Regions from separate parts of the Zea mays genome. Here regions 2, 3 and 4 are each linked to region 1. The links are chromatin contacts, called in public Hi-C maps. All regions are on one chromosome and are shown on one strand. Each heading gives the region's core, a stretch centred on a gene start, on an enhancer-like site or on the middle of the called end of the contact. The rest is flanking DNA. Distances are from core to core; before and after follow the strand shown.

Evidence for each region. Hi-C and Micro-C count contacts between places; a contact is called where the count stands out from the background.
Region 2: a Hi-C map of tassel shows a contact between it and region 1, with 2.8 times the contacts expected there. The contact joins the enhancer-like site here to the promoter of LOC103626837 in region 1. A contact is called at or near these places in 3 of 25 Hi-C or Micro-C datasets (ear, leaf and tassel).
Region 3: a Hi-C map of tassel shows a contact between it and region 1, with 3 times the contacts expected there. The contact joins the promoter of LOC100274137 here to the promoter of LOC103626837 in region 1. A contact is called at or near these places in 4 of 25 Hi-C or Micro-C datasets (ear, leaf and tassel).
Region 4: a contact with region 1 is called in a Hi-C map of ear, with 2.2 times the contacts expected there. The contact joins the promoter of LOC103626839 here to the promoter of LOC103626837 in region 1. A contact is called at or near these places in 3 of 25 Hi-C or Micro-C datasets (ear, endosperm and tassel).

Annotation. Positions count from the first base shown.
Region 1 is chr5:122,522,177-122,527,561 of Zm-B73-REFERENCE-NAM-5.0, forward strand. LOC103626837 reads left to right here and starts at 2,788. Exons shown (of 2, transcript XM_020537715.3): 1 at 2,788-2,992; 2 at 3,114-3,574. The coding sequence starts at 2,911. The coding sequence ends at 3,211.
Region 2 is chr5:122,044,530-122,049,914 of Zm-B73-REFERENCE-NAM-5.0, forward strand. It overlaps LOC100383953, which reads right to left. Exons shown (of 14, transcript NM_001176570.1): 14 at 5,156-5,385. Among protein-coding and RNA genes, the nearest start is that of LOC109939943, 50 kb to the right of the region's middle. Within about 2 kb of position 3,267, at least 17 of the 20 cell types and tissues checked have an H3K27ac peak or open chromatin away from gene starts, as enhancers often do. A contact at or near this core is called in ear, leaf and tassel, where this site is marked.
Region 3 is chr5:122,969,247-122,974,631 of Zm-B73-REFERENCE-NAM-5.0, forward strand. It overlaps LOC100274137 (putative beta-ketoacyl synthase family protein), which reads left to right and starts at 2,509. Exons shown (of 13, transcript NM_001148515.1): 1 at 2,509-2,851; 2 at 2,966-3,070; 3 at 3,153-3,224; 4 at 3,616-3,702; 5 at 3,786-3,937; 6 at 4,266-4,346; 7 at 4,440-4,473. The coding sequence starts at 2,519.
Region 4 is chr5:122,876,219-122,881,603 of Zm-B73-REFERENCE-NAM-5.0, forward strand. It overlaps LOC103626839 (protein MONOCULM 1), which reads left to right and starts at 2,436. Exons shown (of 2, transcript XM_008647184.2): 1 at 2,436-4,606. The coding sequence starts at 2,816. The coding sequence ends at 4,066. LOC103626838 reads right to left here and starts at 1,839. Exons shown (of 10, transcript XR_002262336.3): 1 at 1-1,839.

The sequences.
Region 1 (5,385 bases), core at 1,538-4,037:
GCAGAGTGTAAAACTGGTATACTAGCCGTGCTCACGGTCATGAGCGGCTCGGACACTCACATGATTAATTTATGGAACTAAACTCAATTTGTCATATGCATTGCATTGCAGGTGATGTGGTTACTTTTGTTCTACTACTTAATTGGGTTTGGTATTTACTTATACTTAGTAACTGCTAATAAAATTTTGACCAACTTTAAAAGCAATGCTCAGCTCTAACCATCTTCTTTGGTAAGCCTTACACTTCACGTGAGCTCCCACCTTTGGCGAGTTCATGCACATTATTCCCCACAACTTGTTGAGCGATGAACGTATGTGAGCTCACTCTTGCTGTCTCACATACACCACAGGTCAAGAACAGGTACTGCAGGATGATGCTCATAGAGGATGCTGCGATGAGTTCGTGAGAGGTCTAGGTCGTCGTCTCCCAGTCAACTTTGGGTTGCTGGACCGTTGTCTCCTTATAATGTAATTATTTATTTTGTATAGAACTCCTGTTATATATAAAGTTGTGACATTCGATCCTGTGCCACTATACATCATATGTATGAGACTTGGTCCCAGCATACCTGGTGTTTATGTCAACCCCGGGTTTTGGACCCCTAAAATCCGGGTGTGACAATCGTCCACAACTTTGGAGACTCCCAAGCAACCTCAATCCGTCAAGGAACTTGAAGGTTCCAAGAACAACAAGTTCGCACAAGAGGTGTTTGCAACAAGCTCAAGAGATGAGAAAGAGAACATAGAGAAAAATCAAATCCGAAGGTCACAAGCACAAACCTCCCACTAAAGGGGCTCCTTCAATTGATTGATTTAAGAGCTAGATCGAGTGAGAGAGAGGAAGAGTGCTTTGTCTCAAGTTAGGTGAGCAATAAGTGCGCGGAGTGACTAGGGTCAATGAGGAGAGAGGTATGTGGGGTATTTATAGAGTCTCCTCAAAAAGAGCTATTGGGCTGAACTTTTCTGTGCAGGGCCGGTTGATCCACCCCTAGGCCCGGTTTAACCGCCTGGTGGTCAGATTTACAATCAGTCTGCCAGTCAGACTAGCAGACAGCAAGTCAGACTGGTCAGCTAACCCTGACACCGGTTGAATCGCCCCTAGGGCCAGTTCAAATGGTATTGACTAGAGAGTTTCATAGTTGAGGTCAAGTTCAACTCAGCTGAAGTCAAGTTCAACTCAGCTGAAGAAAAGCTCAACTCAGCTAAAGTTAAGTTCAACTAAACTGAAGTAAAGTTCAACTCAGCAGAAGTCAAGTTCAACTCACCCGAAAAAAGCTAAACTCAGCTGAAGTTAAGTTTAACTCAGCCGAAGTCAAGATCAACTCAGCTGAAGAAAAGCTCAACTCAGCTGAAGAAAAGCTCAACTCAGCTGAAGTTAAGTTTAACTCAGCTGAAGAAAAGTTCAACTCAGGTGAAGGAAAGCTCAACTCAGATGAAGTCAAGTTCAACTCAGTTGAAGAAAAGCTCAACTCAGGTGAAGAAAAGCTCAACTCAGCTGAAGTTAAGTTCAACTCAGCTGAAGAAAAGTCGAACTTACAGAGTGTCCAAAGAATTTGGTTTTCAAAATAGCCTTTGAATTTAGAGGCTTGAACAATAGCAAACACCATTATCTGTGCAAAAACTAACAAGGAAGAAATAAATCCTGCAACTCAAGAAATATAGAAAGTTTTACACAATCATCGTATGGAAACTTTTCAAGGCACCACTTGATGTATTTCCTTTGTCCTTAATGCTTCCTTTTTCCTTTTTTAGTTATAGTTGTTACTCCTTTTATCTTTACTGACACTGAATATTCACTAGGAGTAAACTTGTTAGAAACCTTATCTGTTTTGTCATTTAATCACCAAAACCCTCAATTGGGGTTGATTGCACTTACACCTTCCTCTCACACTACCGTCGTCGTTGTCGACCCCTTCCTTCTCCGGGGTCGTAGCGTTAACATGGACTATATGCTAGTCAATATAAAATACAAGTTATTCTAATTACTTGATCATTCACCTTTTTACTATTTTATTTGAATTTCACACTTCAACACGTCACACTAAACAAAACAACCAAGAGCAGATTTGGATAGCGGGCCACCAGGTGGCCGCCCTGGGCCCCCAAATTTGATGGCTCCTTCTCATGTCTTCCTTATATAGGTATTTTAATTTTGGTCCACTAAAAAATCCTAAAAATGATTAAAAACTAAAGTTAAGTTTGGGAGAAACATCATTGAATTCCATGTAAATTTTTTTGTATATCAAAAGATGAATTATTATCATAGTATATTTATTGTTTACCAGATCTTATTTACCATACATATGACGGTCAGCTAAAAGAAACTTTTTAAAATTAAAATTATTGAAGAACTATTTAAAATATACAATGTCTTAAGGACAACTAAACGGTTTAACAACTTTATGTATTGAAAAATAATTGTTTGTTGAGGTTGATATCAACACCATCATTGATGACTTTGCATAAAAAATATAGAAAATCTTTTAAAATACTATACAAGTAAACTTATATTATATAGAAGAGACCCCGATATTTGGATCCACCCCAAGTCTCTAAAATATCAGCTCCAGCTCTAAAAACAACCTGTTATTAAAAATTGAAAGATCTCAGATATCTTTTCTTTTTCGAACTAAAGTTGAATTCTTTTCTTTTTGAGAGAGAACATGTTGTAGTTGTTCTTCTTACCTTGTTTTTGAGAGAGAAAAATTGAAAGATCCCATATTCCTTCGGTCCAGGCCGCAGCGCTTCTCTCTCAAACGGCCCAAGCCCAAAAAGGCAGGCTGATATCTCAGACATAGAGCCCACTCGTCGAGCGCGCTCGCACGCCGCGAATCGCCGGACCGGTCGGCGACGGAGACGACAGAGCCCAAGTCGAAGCGATCCGATTTTGCCGGCGGCAGCGACCGGAGTATGGGGCTGGGAGGCCGGGGCGTGGTGGGAGACAGGTGGTCGCAACGCATCCTCTGGATTTGCGCCCTGGGCAGCGCCGTGAGTAAGCGCCCGTAACTAAAAACCCTAGCCCCTGCTGCTCTGCTCTATCCATCCTGTCGCGGTCTTCCCCTAACCGTTTCTTCCCGTTGCCGCGGTCCCGCGCCGCTGGTGTTTCCGTACAGGCCTCTACTTCGTGGCGGTGGAGAGGCAGGCTCAGAATCGTGCGCGGGCGGTGGCGGAGGGCCTCAAGGCGCTCGACGGCGCCGGGGATGACGTGTGACAGCGGTGGACGCTGCCGTGCAGAGGGCCTCCTTTGGTTCACATGTTCACAGAACCTCATAGCGTTGCAATAATGTACTAAACATCTGTGCTCAGTCTTTGTAGAATTAAATGTGGATCAATGTGAGTGTTCTCCTATTTCACATAATTCATCTGAGCCTTTGTTGCTGCACAGAAATGTTGATCCGTGCCACTACGTGAGTGTTTTCTTATTTCACACAATTTGTCCATTTAAGGATCCACATGATGTATTCCGTAGAGTGGAGTAACCAGAATTCAATAACTGTGTATTCACTGTGTTTTTTATTGTCCAATACAATGCATATCACAAAATATCAATATGAAACTGAAGAAAATTTACTGTGATCTTATCAAAGTTCCTTTAAGCCTGAACAATGGAGTAATACTCTGGTTTTTATACTTGTTTTGATACTACATGATATACTAAAGTTTTGTATATAAAATCATATTCATGTGTGAAATTAGCATTATGTAAGCGAATGCAGTATGCAAGCAAGGCAAAAATCTCCCTTTTAGGTGATTCTGATTAGTGTCCCAGTGCTATCATTGCTGTCATGCTGTGTTTCCGTGAAGCTAAATATTAATGGTAAGATTATACTTTGCATTATCTTTGTGTTTTAAGCAACTGGAACTGAGCACTAGTGGCAAATCTCATACCTCCATCTCGTGATCTGTATATTCAAGAATTCAGAAAAGGTAGGAGTGCTGCAATGCCACTGCAAATGCATTTTAGTATCTGTTTTCATATGACACCTCTCTAAAGTGGATAACCCACTCTTCCTTTCATATCCTTGCCCCTTGGTGTGGTAGATTAATATTGGTATTCTTTCCACCCCTAATCATTTCTAGGATTTCATCAACTAGTTCTTCTGAATTGAGCTAGGTTTATTTGAGTTATCCTGTATCGACAGTGTATACATTCAAATCCCACTGTGAAGAATTAAGGATACCATGTAGATTGAAATATCACAGTACATGGAGAAAAGATGTTCTTCTGCATGGTCTTAGAAAACGGCAGGCACTGATGGCAAACATAGTAATCATTTAAGCACAAAGTTGATTCCAGACCCTTGCAGTGAAACAATTAACTACTTCAGAAGGAATGCCTTATAGATATTAATGTGGTTAGTGCTTCGTGGTAGCATTGATTTATGTGATATCCATGGGATGTTAATTCTCCAAACTGTTGACTCTTCACAGGTTGAATAAGACTGTATCTAAATTTTTTTCTGACACATCAGTGGGCCTTGAAATGAGTTTGCTATTTGCATATGTGATATATTTTCTTAAGAACTGAAGTTTTCAGTTGCTTTCCTCTGATAAATGATTATCCGAAATTGTTCAGTTTTAATTACGCAGGTCACTGGACGATTATGTGTATTTATACCTGAACATGCGGTTATTATTTGTTCGTGGCTCAGACTTATAGGTCCTTGATTAAGCCAGATGAAAAACCTGTGCTGCTGTTGTTTACTTATTTGTTCATGGCTATTATTGTTTACTCAGAGTTGAGGCAAGAAATAATTTACATATGAAACATTACTGTTTGCTTTCTTCTTTCAGTTCGTGTATGCTCATGCTGCTAAAACCTTGTATATAGGATCCAAACCTTTTATATCTCAGCATACACCTTATTTTCTCCGGAAGGCCTAATTTTAATAGTTGCTGTCTTTCAAGACATGTAAGCAAATGCCTTGTAAAATATGGTCGCTAGGCTAGTAGTTCATTGAGAAGTGCAATAGCACACCAACTCTGAAAGGTACATTGTTTATTAATTTTTACAACTTTTCATTATCTATGAACTTTCTGGGAGAATCAAACACAACTTCTATCTTAAAGTGTTCCGTGTTGAAGTTGGGCTATGTATTGGGTGAAAGTTAGGAGTTGTGACTTTACACACTCATCCAAAGAAAAGATAGATAGATGGTGGATTTTAGCAACCTGCTATTGTTATTGAATCTTCTACTTGTATCAAACTAAATAAAATATTATAATTCGAGAATGATTATTAGCAGTGCACCGAAGTTTGATTTGATCAATCTGTATACCTGATAATTTCACGTAGGTCTTGCACTTCAATAAGCACTAAGATTTGGAACTCTTGTTTCCTCTTGTCTTTTGCTTTACAATCCCCTTTATTTTGATGCCTCTGTG
Region 2 (5,385 bases), core at 2,017-4,516, 480 kb before region 1:
GAATTGGAATTTCAATTACTCCCTCCTCTTCGACTTTTTCTGTTCCTATATTAAAAGTTCAAAATAAAATAAACATCTTAATAAAAACTAAGCCAGTCAGAGTAAAAATCAAGGTATGTTACCTTCAAAATAACTGAAGAGTCATCCTTCAGATACAAAGCCTTCGTCTCATCCGACACGGTGGTCGGGAGTGCAGGTATTACTGCCACCCTTTCAATATAGTATGATTTCAGTCGATTTGCCAGAATCTTCACTCTTTTCTGCTTTGGAGCACATGAAGGAGATTTTAGAGCACTTTTCCTCTTTTAACCCTTCCCTCGGACAGGGAAACAATAGTCAGGATAGATAAAACCAATAATATCAAACACCATGTTTAACCTTCTCTTTCCTCAGGCGCCAAATGTGGTATTCATTGCTTCGTCTTCAGCTTTGGTATAAGCTCCCAACATTTCATCACAAGTTGGTTGAATAGCTTCAATCCATTCGTCATCAGGTTCACCAAATTGATTTCTCTATCAATATATATATTTCAGATATACCAAACCACCTTCTCTGACAATCTAGCTTGACCTGTCCTCAATCTCCTTCGGCATTTCCCATTCATTGACAAGGGGCCAAACTTTGAAAGCTATATGATACTGGCCTAAATATTTGGTGCAAATGTAATTTCACACAGCATTAAATGTTACTAAGTATGTTGGGCCTCTTCTGTCTTCACAATAGCGAGATCGGATAGGCCACTGAATTATACTCTTAATGTCCTCCCTCTTGTCCAAGTCATCCACGAGCTAGGCCATTTCTATCGAAAAGTTGGAACAGGATACCTGGCATCTGGCCAGTATACGAAGTTGTAGCAACCGAATTTATTATGATATTGCTCTTTTCTGGTAGATTTTGTTTCATAAAACACCTCGTGGATGTTGTAGAAATAGTCAGTATTTGGCTCCAAACCCTGACTCCTTACTGCCCAGATAAAAATCCCAACCTTAATCAGAGCTTCGGGAGTAAGCTGATGAAGGTATATTTTGAACCTTTTTAGAACCTCGACCAACATTTTGTGAAGAGGAAAGCGCAGCCCAGCCTTCAAAAAGCTTCGGTGAGCAACCACTTCAGCTTTTTCAGGAAGATGAACAGTGCTCTCCCCACTAGGCCTCACTATGGAAACATCGTGAAAATATTTACCTTTCATAGCATCAATATGTCCTCTCTTCATAGCTAATTTCCCAAAGTTAACATGATTTGGTTTCTAGGGTCACTCTTCGGCATCATAAGCCTCTCTCGAAATCAAAATCCTTGTTATCCTCGGAATCGTCCCATAGTCCGACCAATATGTCGTTAGTACTCTTTGTAGTGTTACTGTTCTCCATGGCCTCGTGAAACCCGGCAAGCGCAAGCTCCTCACTCTTGCTCCCCTCGGCCATCTTAGCCAAAACTAAAAACAACTGAAGCTAAAACAAGTGTAACTCTGAGTGACAACCTTTGGCTCAAAGCAACAAAATAGCAGAATGGCACGATAAATACTTATAGTGGTCATTCTATTTATACGCAAAGTCCAGAGTCAGGGATGAGTAAAAAAGACGAGAGAGGAAAATAAAAAAAAACTACCACTGCAGAGTGGCTCGCATTTTAGAAATTTTGCTGTGTAGCGATGGGAAGGTGTTTTTTGGACCTTCAGCACAAGGCATCCGTTCATTTCCTAATCTGAGTTTGTTGCAAGAAAACGAACTAATACTGTGAGGGGCTACTGTTGAGGGCCTTTGTCCTTCGAAGGTCCTAAAAACACACAGTTAACCACTATTTCCTGATACATCTCTAAGTGTTGAAGGTGCTTCGACAATAGCCACCTTCAGAACAAATCAAGAAAAAGATGAAGGCATTAGCTTCGTCATAAAAATACGGGAAGACAAAGATAGAAGTCAAACGAGGTTGGAAGAAGGTGTTTACAAGATTCTGATGACAAGATGATAGAGATAGAAGACAATAATACATTTGTGTCATTTGTAAACCATATGTACAAGCTTTGTGGACATACTTGTAATTTCATATGAAGTTGTATCTCTCCCCTATAAATAGAGGAACAGTGTCATGCATAAATTTACATTTTTTAGAGGAGAGAATACTCCCAGTTGTTCAGCTTCCCAAGTTACCTTCGAGCTCTCATTCGTGTAAAGCCGAAGGTATGCTTGTAATTGTTTATCACATTACCATGAATGAAATTTGAGATGAATATGCAGATAAGTTAGAGGACTTGTTCCTTATTATTTGCACTTTCTATTCTTGTTAGAGATATGAGAATTCTTTATTTGTCACCTTCTTCTTTAATATGACCTTCAGAAAGAGGTTAAATGAAGGAAGAAGCGAACAACATGCTAATTTATGTTGTCTTGTTTTTGACATCCCAAAGGATTCAAAAGCAATAGCGCAACACCAGGTTAAATCGAGGTAGATGGGTTGGTAAAGACTAGGTATTGCTAAATAGGTAATCCCATCAAAATTATGCATATCACAAGAGTAAACTTTATCATGGTGTGATTGGGATCAAATAGAATATGCAGGGGGAGAACTCCACTTGCCTTCTTCACAAGAGTAAACTTAATTATCATGGTGTGATTGGGATCAAATAGAATATGCAGGGGGAGAACTCCACTTGCCTTCTTCACAAAAAGTCATGAGGTTCTCCTTCGAACTGATCCTGATTTTCTAACACAAAAGTGTCTTCTAATAGAAGGCATACAAAATAAAGAAAACATACACCATTCAAGAAAACATACACCATCAATTAAACAAAAGAAGGTATAAATAATTATCTCAAAATATCTTAAATTTTGGTTATAAAGAAACTGCTGAAAAACCCATCATAAAAGGTTTAGCATAATTTTAGGAAACTAGCAAAATAGAAACCAATTTATTTGGATCTAAAATGGTCAAGTTATGAAGAAAACATTATTGCAGGGACCTTTTGTAATAGAAAAATAAGTTACAAGGCTACTATGAAAAGTTCAGAGGCTTGTAGTCTTTAACACAAAAACTGAGGGGCTAGGGTGCTAAAATAGCAGGGTGGATAGCGGGTTCTATTCTTCAAGAGCGCAGGGGCTAAACCATAAGATTTAGGACCTAACTGAAATGATCTTTGAACTATGGAGATCGTCCAGTGAATAAACACTAACTCAGGGGGTTATTGACAAAACCGACGATGCGGCTCGGGCAAAGGGGTATCGGCCATCGATGGCTGTCCGATCAAGATCCGAGCGCTACGACTAAAACGGGCGAGCCGACTTGGCTGAACTAATATCGATCGCTCGATCTGGATCTAGTGAACCAGATCGCATGGCTCGCATGCGCGCGCAGCTCCGCAGTCAGCGTGCTGGGGCGAAGGGGTGCGGCGGAGGGAGGCATGGCGTGCGGCGGTGCACGACCGACACATCACCGAAGTTGGCCAGAATGGCGCTCTTGGGGCTAAACATGCTGGGTAAACGGTTCGAGAGGTAGCTGGGGTAATGGCGAACACAGTGGGGCCTCACCGAGGGGGTCAAGGTATTGAAGGCGACGAGAGGTGGCGGCGCAACAGACTCTGGCGAGGTCAGGGCACCATGACTGGGCTTGCCAGAGGACCGAGAGAGCTCGGGGAAACAACAGCGAGCTCCGGTGATCACGACAACGGCTTCAACGTGGACGGAGGGGCACTGAGTGTCCTTGGCCACAGGCGACGACAGTGCGACGGCGATGGTGAGCGCAGGCATTGAGATGCGAGGCACAGAAGGGGGTGCTGGTATGTGGAATCGATGGCAGGGGCTCGGATGGTACTTATACGGCTACTTTGGGAACCTCAAATCCCCTTCGTGATTGAGGTGGAAATAAACTAATTTACTCTCTAATTCCCTTCAATTTCGAAGAGGATTTGAGTTTCCAAACTAGCTCATAGAGGTGAAGTTGGGGTGAATCGGGCTCCAAATCGGCAGGAATCAGAGGGGGGATCGAGCTCCGCCGGTTTTCATAAACGACAAGCAGAAAGGAAAAGAAATGCGCGCCAACGGAAAGGTGAGATCGAACGAGATTGTGGGGAAAGGGGGTCTCAGCATGCTCCACTTCTGGCAAGGAACCAAACGAGGGTGGCTCGACGTGGGCGGCACGGCACGGACGCGAGGAAGAAGGAAAGGGGGCTGATGCGTGAACCCAACTGTCCAAGAGATAGGAAGGGGGGAAGGGGCGCGCGCGGGCCGACTATGCCGAAAGGGAGCGTGGGAAGGGGGGAGAGAAGGAAATCCTTTTTCTTTTTCTCTAAATTTTCAAATACTTTTTTTCTAAATTCCAAATACATGGAGATATGAATCCACATTTAAATCTTTTCCTTGTTCACGTGCTTGTAAGGGATTAGTTTACAGAAATGTGTCATAATTTCTCAAGCCGAACATCCAATAAACTACCCGATCAGGACGTTGTGGTTGCAGTGTTTCACCTCGTGGAATTTTGACCAATGCAAGAACGGCTGGGTTACTAGTTTGTCACTAACGGCTGGTTAGAGAGTCAATTAAAATAAAATAGTTTTATTCTAGTTTTTGAGAATAGTCATTATATTCTCCGTTTGGCAAGTCACTTTATTTTTTGTGTGGTTAAAGAGTAGAGTAGAGCCACTCCGTTCTTTGTTTGGTTGAAAATTCATGAGTGTAGAGGGGAGAAGAACGCTCGCGTGTGAAAAAGCGCTCGCATGAGATCAAAAAAGTAGAATAGAGCTGCTCCATTCTTCTCACTCCTCAACCAAACACACCCTAAGGGCTTGTTCGGTTATTTTCAATCCATATGGATTGGAGGGGATTGATACGGATTGGAGGGGATTTTGACTTATTAGGGATTGAAACTCCCTCAATCCCCCTTAATCCGTATGGATTGGGGTAGAACCGAACATGGCCTAAGCGTGTCCAACAAATCCTCTAGACAGCACGGAATAAAAGCCTTCCATATAATTGCGAACAATGGCGATTGAAGATGAAAACAACAAACCCATTGTACCATTCCATTTCATCACCATGCCGTTGTTGCGTTGCAGCGCCGCAAACTACAGGATGCAAGAGAAAGAAATTACATTCAACAACGAACCAGAGATGGCACTTACACTTGTTTCAGGCAATTACAGGAGATGATACAAGGCCCACAGGATGCAAGAGGGGAAAGGAAATTGCATGCGACAACGAGCCAGAGATGGCAATTACACTTGTTTCAGGCAATTACAAGAGATGATACAAGTGCTTTCTCAGCTTTCGAACATCCTGGCATGCTACAATGCGGTCATGTAGCATATATTCACCTAGGGTATATAGGTTACAACGTGGCAATGAGTAGGTCAGAATAAGGGAGAATCTATGGTGGACAATCAGTGGTTCAGTAGAG
Region 3 (5,385 bases), core at 1,259-3,758, 450 kb after region 1:
CGTCTACACGTGGTGGACGCAGTCGTATGTGTTGATGTCGTCTGCCGTGCACCTGAGGCCCAGGCGCCGCCCGCACGAGTACTGCTCGCCGCGCGCCTCAGCGCCATCCGCAGTTTGCTCGCGCCGCCTGAGCACAACCACGAGGCCCCACGTCCGACTCCCGAGCGCTGCCAACCACATGCCTAAACGCTGCCCACCGCACGCCGTCTGAGCACCGCCGCGCGATCGCGCACCCTCGCGTGGCCCTCTTCTCGTGGCAATTGTGGTTAGGGATGAAAACGAACCGATACATTAGGATGCAGAGTTATTCCCGTATGCTACCTTAGTGTATTTCTCTTGACCGGATATGGATAGTTAAGATTTAGAACGGATACATGATGGAACCGGGTAATAATCCAGACGGGTAAGAAACAGATAATGGATACTACTCGGATAGATAATTATCGGGTAGTTAGTCCCGATGATATAATCGAACCATCCAACAAATACATAAATTAAGCAATATATAATCATGTATATGATAGATCAAATGTAGCAAAGGAAACTGATAAAATTGACATCATGTAGATCAAAGTTACTAATCACAAGAACATTGTAGAACCAACACCACAATATTAAAAATCCATAAAATATTCTAGTTTCACTCAAAAAATGCAAATAAGTTACAAAAACTAATAAACATTTTATACGAAGATAAATCAAGTTCTTGTATAAAAAATAATAAAGTAAAGTACTAATTATGTTGAAACTTGGATACTTACAGTGATTTCACATGTAACTCATACAAATAAGTGAAAGTGAAATAAAGAAACGCGGACATCTTATAAATCTTATGATCCAAACATTTTTTATGGTTATATATAGACATATGTTGTGCCTCCGTAAAATTTCACGGTTTTTGAGGCTATTTATGTATTATTAAATTCTTATCATAGAAAATCATCGAAATACAATTAAATCCATGAAATATTGTAGCGTCGATCAGAAATTGCAAATAAGTTACCGATACTAATAAATAGTCTATAAAAAAGATAACCTTAACCTTAAGTTCCCACATAGAGATAACCTTAAGCCCCACACATAAAAATGATAAAAGTCTATTAATTTGATATAAATTTGGATATTATTTCATTGATTTTGACATAAAGATATGTTTAAACAAAAAATTGATAGACTACAAAGTTATAGATCTCTTTGAGCTCTACAATTTTCATATAAACTTTTCTTCATCTGATTTTATATGTAAAAGTTATGATTTTATAACTATATTATGCAGAAAAAGAAAAAAACGGGTACTCGAATTCCGGGTACCCGTATCCGACCCGAATCTGAAACTGTATTATCCGAGTATTACTTGTATCCGTCCCGAATATAAAAATATCCGAATCCGTATCCGAAAAAACGAATATTTGCACTATCCGTATCCGATACCCGACGGGTATACTTAGAGATGGCAATGGGTAAATACCCACCGAGTATTACTACCTCATACCCATACCCACGACACAAAAATAACCCCATCGGGTCACCCATATACATTGGCGGGTATGAATTTACCCCCATACCCATACCCATGTGGGTATGGGTTACCCATCGGGTCACCCGTACCCACAAAAATTAAAAATCTATCAAAACATTATATTATACAAATGTCAAGTATATCCATCTAAATACTATTACAAAATTTCTAGCATTATTTAACCATCCATTCAACACACCAAAGATAATTGGATAAAATAGTAACACTAGGATAGTACTACATAGCACATTATATGTTCCATTACATGGTCATTAAATTGTTGTTAAGCCTTCTATTACATTATGGCCTAAAAAGTAGTAAAAAGGATGGATGACTAAAACCCAAGTTAATGTTTGGGCTAAGTTTATATTGGGTATTTTATATCCACGGGTTAACGGGTATGGGTGAAGGCGGAACATTCTAATACCCGTTTACCCATTGGGTGAAGATTTTTGCCCAATAACAAACCCGCGGGTAGAATATTTAGCCCATATACATACCCTAATGGAGTAAATACCCATCGGGTATCGGGTCGCGGGTACCCATTGCCATCTCTAGGTATACTCGACCCGTTTTCACCCATAATTGTGGTCTTGTGTGCGGGGCGTTGAGAGGGCGGTTTGTGAGTGATGATCTACAGATTTATGACCGTTGGATATAATTGAGAGGGAGAGGGAGGAGGTAAATGAAGCAATACAGAGTGTAGGTTTTAATGGTGAGATAATTTATGTTAATTTTTTGTGTGTACTTAGTGATGTTTTAAGTGGTGGATTATACGAGGCAGAGATAGAGAAGAGATAGAGAGTAAAGATAGACAAGAAAATTCAAAGGTCCGTTGCATCACAGTAATGGCCCGTCAGCCTGCTTCCCTTGGCCCATCTAGAAAGCGGTTGCTTCGGGCTTCGAGGCCTTACTCGTCGGCTGCTCCTGCCCGCCTCCGTCTCCCACAGCCCACAGTCCCACACAGCCACGGCCACGCCGCCGTCCTCGAGCCGCCTGATGAGCTGCCTCCGCCGCGCTTCCCGCCTCACCCGGGGTCTCTCTTCCTCCTCGGCGGCGGAGGCGGAGACGCTCCCGCCGCCGCGCCCCTCTGCGGGTCGCCGCGTGGTCGTGACGGGGCTGGGCGCCGTCACGCCGCTGGCGCGCGGCGTGGGCGCCACCTGGGATCGCCTCGTCGCGGGGAGATGCGCCGTGCGCTCTCTCGCCGCAGAGGACCTCCGCTTTCCGGAGGAAGCAGCGGGGAGGACGCTCGAGCAGCTCCCGTCCAGGGTGGTCGCCGCCGTGCCGCGCGGGAAGGGCGAGGACGAGTTCGCCGAGGACACGTGGACCAAGGTGTCATGCTTTACTTTTGTTGCTCACGGTGTCCATGTGCGAGTACGCGATCATTGTGCCATTTGTTTGCTTACTTCATGTTCTTAATTTTTTATTGAACTTTCTTGTTTCCAGGATAAATCTGTATCAGGATTTATTTCCTATGCTCTGTGTGCAGCTGATGAGGCTTTAAGAGATGCAAATTGGTTGCCTTCCGAAGATGATAAGAAGGAAAGAACGGTACCATGTGTCTTCTGTAGAAGCTCATTTTCATATTCGTACTTGTATTTTTGAGTTCTGGGTCTGATTAATGCTGTATCAGGGAGTCTCTATTGGTGGAGGGATTGGAAGCATCTCCGATATCTTAGATGCATCACAAATGATCATCGAAAATGTTTGTATCCTTGCTCCTGCACTGCAAGTTTGCTGTTTGCAACACCAACACTCATTGTATGCTATGGTAGTTCAATTTTAAATGATGCATTTTAAATGATGATTGCAAACAGTTAGATAATTCCTCTTCATTGATATGTGTTTCTATGATCTCAACTTCTGTTCATCTATTGTATGATATGTTGAGAATGTATCGAGGAAATGCAATGTTAGAAGTCTTGTTTAGACCAGATCACCAGATGTCCAAAAGCAATCCAATATGTATATGGTTTATCTTGTTGCCATGCTTTTGGCTTGCAATGACACACATGCATCACAATATAAATGATCATATTCTAGTTACTTCCAATCCTGAAAGGTATAGTGTTGTTTTTTTTTTCCTTTTTTAACAGCGTCTACGTCGTCTCAGCCCATACTTCATCCCCAAGATTTTGATCAACATGGCATCAGGTCATGTCAGCATGAGATATGGTTTCCAGGTGATCTTCCTTGTTGCCATTTAGAATAGCTATGGTTTTTCATTGAATGGATGTTAATAGTAGTAGTCATGCTTCTAGCTTAGGGTCCAAACCATGCTGCTGTGACAGCTTGCGCCACTGGTGCTCACTCTATTGGCGATGCTACTAGGATGATCCAATTTGGTGATGCCGATGTGATGGTGGCTGGTGGAACTGAGTCCAATATTGATGCTTTGTCTATAGCGGGATTTTCTAGGTAAGTATGTTCCCAAATGTTTTGTTTTGTCTGTCTTCCAAAACACTACTGTATGTTTTGCTTGCAAAAAATAGTACTGTGTGTGCTTTCCTTTTATGCTTTACTATGGTTATTAGGAGACATCACTGAATATGAGGGTTGTAGTAAGCAATAGAGAACCCATTTTTTCGCATCCACTAACAACCACTCAAATGTAAATGCAAATTTGCAAACTTTAGGTACCTTCATGTTTTGGCTTTTGCCCACTGTTGCTGATCGATATGTAGTTTTCCTCCTTATTAGTGCGACCAACCAATACCTTATTCCATTTTTCATTTACATTTTGCAGGTTAAGAGCATTGTCTACAAAATATAATTCCTCTCCACTTTTAGCTTCAAGACCTTTTGATTGCGGTAGAGATGGATTTGTGTATGTCATGCCACTGTTAGATTTTGTCTGTGTTTAATCTTCTGCTTATTCTTTTTTCCATGCTCTTACCATTTGTTCTAAACTGATGAATAGGATTGGTGAGGGCTGTGGGGTCATGGTTTTGGAGGTGAGTGGTTTGGGACTTTAGGTATTGTTGCTTAAAACCAATCATTACTTCCAGTAACACACAAGGCAGTATTGAAGAGCAATGCCTGTCTTTTCTTGACATTTCCACTCTCTGCTCATTTTATACGTATTGTAGATTATTTACCTCCAGGTTTTAAAGTCGGCTAGTCGACTCTAGTCACTTGAACACCGATAAGGTGACTAATCGCGATTAGTCGAGCCTAGTCAACTCCTAACAAAACCATAACAAAACCATATGTATATAGTAGTACACCATAACAAAACCATATGTATATAGTCGAGCCTAGTCATTTTATAGTAGTACACCATAACAAAACCATATGTATATATATAGTTGTAGCAGGACTGCAATACATTAGTACACTATAGTTGTAGCAGGCACGCACAATACTGCTGAACAAGTGAACAAGCAAAAGAACAAAGGCATTACCGTCTGAAGAGGTGCTCATCTCGGTCTGAAGTTCAGAACAGATTATGAACTGTGAACTCTGAAGAAGTCTGATGTTCTCTAGGGTGGTCAGGAAGTCTGAACTATGAAGAAGTCTGAACTCTGAAGTTTAGGATGGCTGCACGCTGGACGGTGGACACCGGTGGAGGCATGGAGCGGAGGCGGGCGCTGCACACTGGAGGGCGGAGGCTCGAGCACAAGCCTCTGCAGCAGCCACACGATGGAGCAGAGAGCCGCCGGAGTAGAGGGGGCGCAGTCGCACGCTGGAGAAGGGGCGACGGCTACTGTGCGGCTGCTGTGGTACAGTAGGGCAACACAGGGTTTCTACTTTTTACTGTAGAGATGGTGGGCCGGCCGCCAACCCATAGAACATAGGACAGATTACAGGCCCAAACCAGGCATAAACTAGTCGGTCATAACACCTAATCGGGTGACTAATCGCGA
Region 4 (5,385 bases), core at 1,186-3,685, 350 kb after region 1:
AAATTCTTCCATGCTTTGGAATCTGCTGGATGCCGCATCACTCCATCGTCCGCTCTACCATCACTATGCCATGTCAAGAAAGTAGCTATTCTTCGAGACATGTACAATCGTTGTAGCCTTGGTTTCAGAGGGAAATAACGTAAAGTTTTTTCAGGGATTTTTCCCTTTTCCTGACTACTTGTTTTCACCTGAATGCTTGTCTTGCTTCCATCTTGACCTTCCACATATCTTGCAAAAATCAGCCATTGCTTCTTCTTTCCAATACAACATACAATCATTCTTACAAGCATCAATTTTTTTGTAACTAAGCCCTAGTTCATTAATAGTCTTTTTTGCATCATAGTAAGAGCTTGGCAAAGTAGAGTTATTAGGTAAAAAGTCCTTCAGAAGTGTATCTAGTAAATCTGTGAAGGTCTTATTACTCCACGTTCCCATATTCTTAACATTAAGTAACTTTACAAGCGCAGATAATTTAGTGGTATTGGATCCATGATAAAGAGGTCTGTTCAAGTCACTAAGCAAATTATAAAACTTCATAGCTTCCCCATTTGGTTTCTCTTCAAAAAAATCACTAGAAGATGGGTCTGCCATTGTGTCACTTCCGGGGAGGTTATTCTGAGGGAATAGATCCTCCATCAGCTCCTGCATTCCATCAGCAGATTCATCGTCATCTTCCACTTCTAAATCATTCTCATATTCTCCCAAAATTTCCCCATGATGATACCAAAAGGTGTAGCTTCTTATGATTCCATAAGCCATCAGATGTGAATACACAACCTCACAAGACAAGTTGTATGTATTGCAACACTTTATACAGGGACACCTAATTTTACCTCCATCACCAGTCCTACTGAATGCATAATCCAAGAACTTGTTTACCCCATTCAGATAAATATCCTTTTTTGATGACATAGCATCCCAACATTCAGCACTAAGCCGATCATCAACTAGATCCATCCATGCCTTACTTGGTGCCATAAATGTAATAAAAATTGCTTATGAACTAACCTGTAGCAATAGATTGCTTTTCAACACAAATTCATATGTAATTCACTAATTAAACTTCACAACAGATTTCGGTTTGTGGCTTTACAAGATAGTTTGCAACAAAGATTTATCTACAATTCTATAATTCACAAATGCCTACAATTTTTAGTTTTCTATAATGCTTGTCTTCTATGCTTTACCTAATATATCTAATTACTGGAGCACATCAGTTTGTGGAGTGCAGCACACCTTTAATCATGATATAAGAAATTCCTATATGAACTTCACATAATGGCACAATAAGCCTCACAGTAACCTACGTATTACAAGTCACCCTAATTATTACTTCTTATTAGAAAGAAAATAAGAGCAGGAACACACCTTTGCCAAAACAAAGTGCCCTTTGAGGGTGTGCGAACTGCAGCTGGGGAGGAGAGGAGTAGGAGGAGGATGTAGTCGCCTGGGAGAGGTGATTCCAGCAGCTGCCTTCTCTGGGCGGAGGGGTGGAGGACCTGCTCACCAAGGATGGTTGAGAAAATTGCAGCGGGGCAAGAGGAGGATGTGGTCACCTGGGAGGGGAGATGCTTGCTGCTGCCTCCTACGGGCAGAGGGGGGAGGATCTTGGTGGCCGGAGAGATTAGGGATGGGTTCTCCCATTGCTGCTGCTATGAATTTCGGATCTGTGCAATGGAGGAGATCGAGAGAGGAAGGGGAGGAGATCGGGGCCTAATGAATCTGCGTATAAGCAGTTACCAAATATGCTTCGTATGAGGGAAACCAAGCCCGGGAATCTGATAATTTTTCGCGCCTTGTTTCGATTAGTTTTGGTTGTCGGTCACTCTTCGTACATATGGTTATTATACTTCATTAGCGACCAGTCTTATTTGAAAACAACGACCGTATTTTTTTCTGGTCGTCGGTTCATTGGGATGTGGCGGTGTTGTGCCTCCAACAGTCCTTACGACCACATATTTTACGTGGTCGTCTATTTTTGGTCGTCAATACTTCTTTCTCTTGTAGTGTGGTGAATTTGGTTGATGTGATAGATTCTGATGTATTGTGATGGAATTGTGAGTTTGTGGATTATAATGAATTTGTGAGGTATTTTGGTGGACTGTGATGTATTTGTGAGGACTTGTGATATTTTTGGTGAATGTGTGTAATTCCGAGAATTTTTGTTGATTTCATAATGTTATGATTATATTGTTGTTGAAAATAGTAGCTAATTTTCGACTATATTTTATGGCGGCCAGAAACCGCCGAAAATAGGTCATATGTCGCTGAAAATAGACTAATTTCGATGGATTATGACTTATTTTGGTGGCTTCCTATTATAGTGGTTGCCTAGGATTTAGAATAGCAAAATATATATACTTAAACTGAAATAAATATAATTTAGAATAAAATATTAATTAGCTAGATAGAGCTTAGATTCCCCTAAGCTCCCCCTTCCCTCTCTAACACACACACACCAGGAGGAAGCAGCCACTTGACCATTCTCACCCAAAATCCACTAGGTGCAAGAATACAGATGCACCTTGCCACCTTTCCTCTCGTCTACTAGAGAAAAGACACTTCAGGTTGCCAAGTCGACAGCCAAGCCGTTGCTAATCTCTCTCTCTCTCTCTCTCTCTCTCTCTCTGCACAAGCACGGAGGCATCTCTGTGACTCTGTGTGTCTCCGAAATCTGAATCTCCATGTTACCGCAAGCTGAGCATGTCCTGTGACACAAGCTGCTGCCCCTGCCCGTGCACATGCTACCCGGCCGGCGCAGCTATTAACCCGCCCGAGCCATGCGCCTTTGCGCCCACCGCGTCCTGACGCCGCCATGCTCGGCGCACCCGGCCACGACGGCGACGACGCCGCGGAGCGCGCGCAGGAGCAAGCCGCCGCCGCCGCAGCAGCAGCAGCCGACGATGCTCCCTCCTCGCCAAGAGGTCTCGTGGTCGCGAGCGCCGGTCTCCTCCACCGCGGCGACGTCGACGGCGCCCGGCGCGCGACGGCTGAGGTCCTGTCCACCATGGACCAGCGGGGCGACGCGGCCGACCGCCTCGCGCACCACTTCGCCCGCGCGCTCGCTCGCCTCGTGGACGACAAGGCGGCCGCCGCCGGGGGCGGCGACGTCGCCGCGGCGCCCGCGGGAGGGGCTCCGCCGCCTGCGCCCCCGGGGCCGACGGCGTACCTGGCGTACAACCAGATCGCGCCGTTTCTGCGGTTCGCGCACCTGACGGCCAACCAGGCGATCCTCGACGCCGCCGCTAGCACCAGCGGCGGCGCGCGGCGGTTGCACATCGTCGACCTTGATGCCGCGCACGGCGTGCAGTGGCCGCCGCTGCTCCAAGCCATCGCTAACCGCGCGGACCCCGCCGTCGGTCCGCTTGAGGTCCGGATCACCGGCGCTGGACCCGACCGCGACGTGCTCCTCCGCACGGGGGACCGTCTCCGCGCCTTCGCCAGCTCACTGAACCTCCCCTTCCGTTTCCACCCGCTCCACCTCCCCTACTCCGTGCAGCTCGCCGCCGACCCGAACACCGGGCTGGAGCTGCACTCGGACGAGACTCTGGCCGTCAACTGCGTGCTCTTCCTGCACAGGCTCGGCGGCGAGGGCGAGGTCGCCACGTTCCTGAAGTGGGTTAAATCCATGAACCCCGCCGTGGTGACCATCGCCGAGAAGGAAGCCAATAGCATCGGCAGCGACGACTGTTCCGATGACCTGCCGCGGCGGGTGACTGCGGCGATGAGCTACTACTCGGCCGTGTTCGACGCCCTGGAGGCGACGGTGCCGCCGGGCAGCGCTGACCGCCTCTTGGTGGAGAGCGAGGTCCTCGGCAGAGAGATCGACGCGGCGCTGACGCCGGGTCGCGTCGGCGAACACTCCTGGGGGTTCGATGCGTGGGCCTCCGCCGCGCGTACCGCCGGGCTCTCGCCTCGGCCGCTCAGCGCGTTCGCGGTGTCGCAGGCGCGGCTGCTGCTGCGGCTGCACTACCCGTCGGAGGGGTACGTCGCCGAGGAGGCACGCGGCGCGTGCTTCCTCGGCTGGCAGACGCGGCCGCTCATGGCGGTTTCGTCTTGGCAATAGACAACGTGAAGCGGCCAGCGCTGACTCTTGGACCTTGTCGTGCATACCTACCTGGTGTGCTCTTCTGCTTCGCCATGATTAATGTGGCATCGATCTTGCTGGCTACCTAAACATGGATGGCACCTGCATGCACCACTGCATTGCCGGCAACAAGCAAGGAGCCATGACACTTGTGGATCGAGTGTGGCAATCTGATCTGTTACGCGGTTGAAGAGATTTATTTGGTAAGATTTTGGATGGAAGAAGACCGCGCCCCTGCGTGCGCCCATGGATCTAGGGGGAAATGAACACTAGCCAGAGGAGAGGAGTTAAGTTACCAGCTGCTTGGCCACCACCACCATTCTCATGGATGATGGCCAAAGGCATGGCGGCTAGCTTCTCAAACTTGCAAGGTCGATACTACTTTTGGTTTAGTGCAATGGCGGATGAAGGAGGTGGAGGAAGAAGATGCGATGGCGTGCGTGATGGACACGTTGCATGGAAACGCACCATTGGGAGATCCATGCTAGGATCTTTGGCATAATTCAATTGTTCAACTTGGTAAGCCTTCCTTCAACCACTAGTTAGCTCCTACCAATTCCTTTGTTTTTTTTTCTTGTCATAATATAATATATATGCTACTATTACAAGTCTCTCTCTTTCTCTCTCTCTGCCTCACACGGTACATTTGGTGGAGTTGTTATAGTTTGCTGACCATTTTGATATGGCTATCTAATGCTGCCAATATTGTAATGGGTAAAGCGGGATATGCTCATTTGCATGCTCCTGAGAAAATTAGGTCAAGTCCCTAGATAAAGCTGATTTGTTCGCTCCCAATAATGAAGAGGATCTTGAAGTTCCTGCACACGCCTCAGTAGTGGATCGGGTCCATCTTTTTAAAAGTTTATCCTGAAAAATTTCGCTTGCTCTTCTATATATCTTGCTGTTTGTTGCGGTTGTTTGTATTATAACTAATCGTGCTTTGGCCTCCACTGGTAATAAGTTAATGCCCCATTTGGTTGGTCTTCTTATTTTACTCTGCGTAATCATCACTCTTGTGTGCTACGGAAGGCCAGCTAGCGTGCATTCCCAGCGCATACATATATATACACCGCCATGCGCATATAGTATATAGTACACATATAAAGGAAAAATGTATACAAAGCTAGTACTCTCTTGCATGTAGCTAATAATAGAGAGGTTCCCTAGCTGCCTGAGGACGAGGAGGATGTGGTTCTTGTTTTCTGCCTCATGTCGAGCACAGGCTACACAGAAATAGCACGATCCCATGCATCAGTGGCTAGTGCTGCGTGCCCTAATTCCTGCTCACTGTCCCCTCA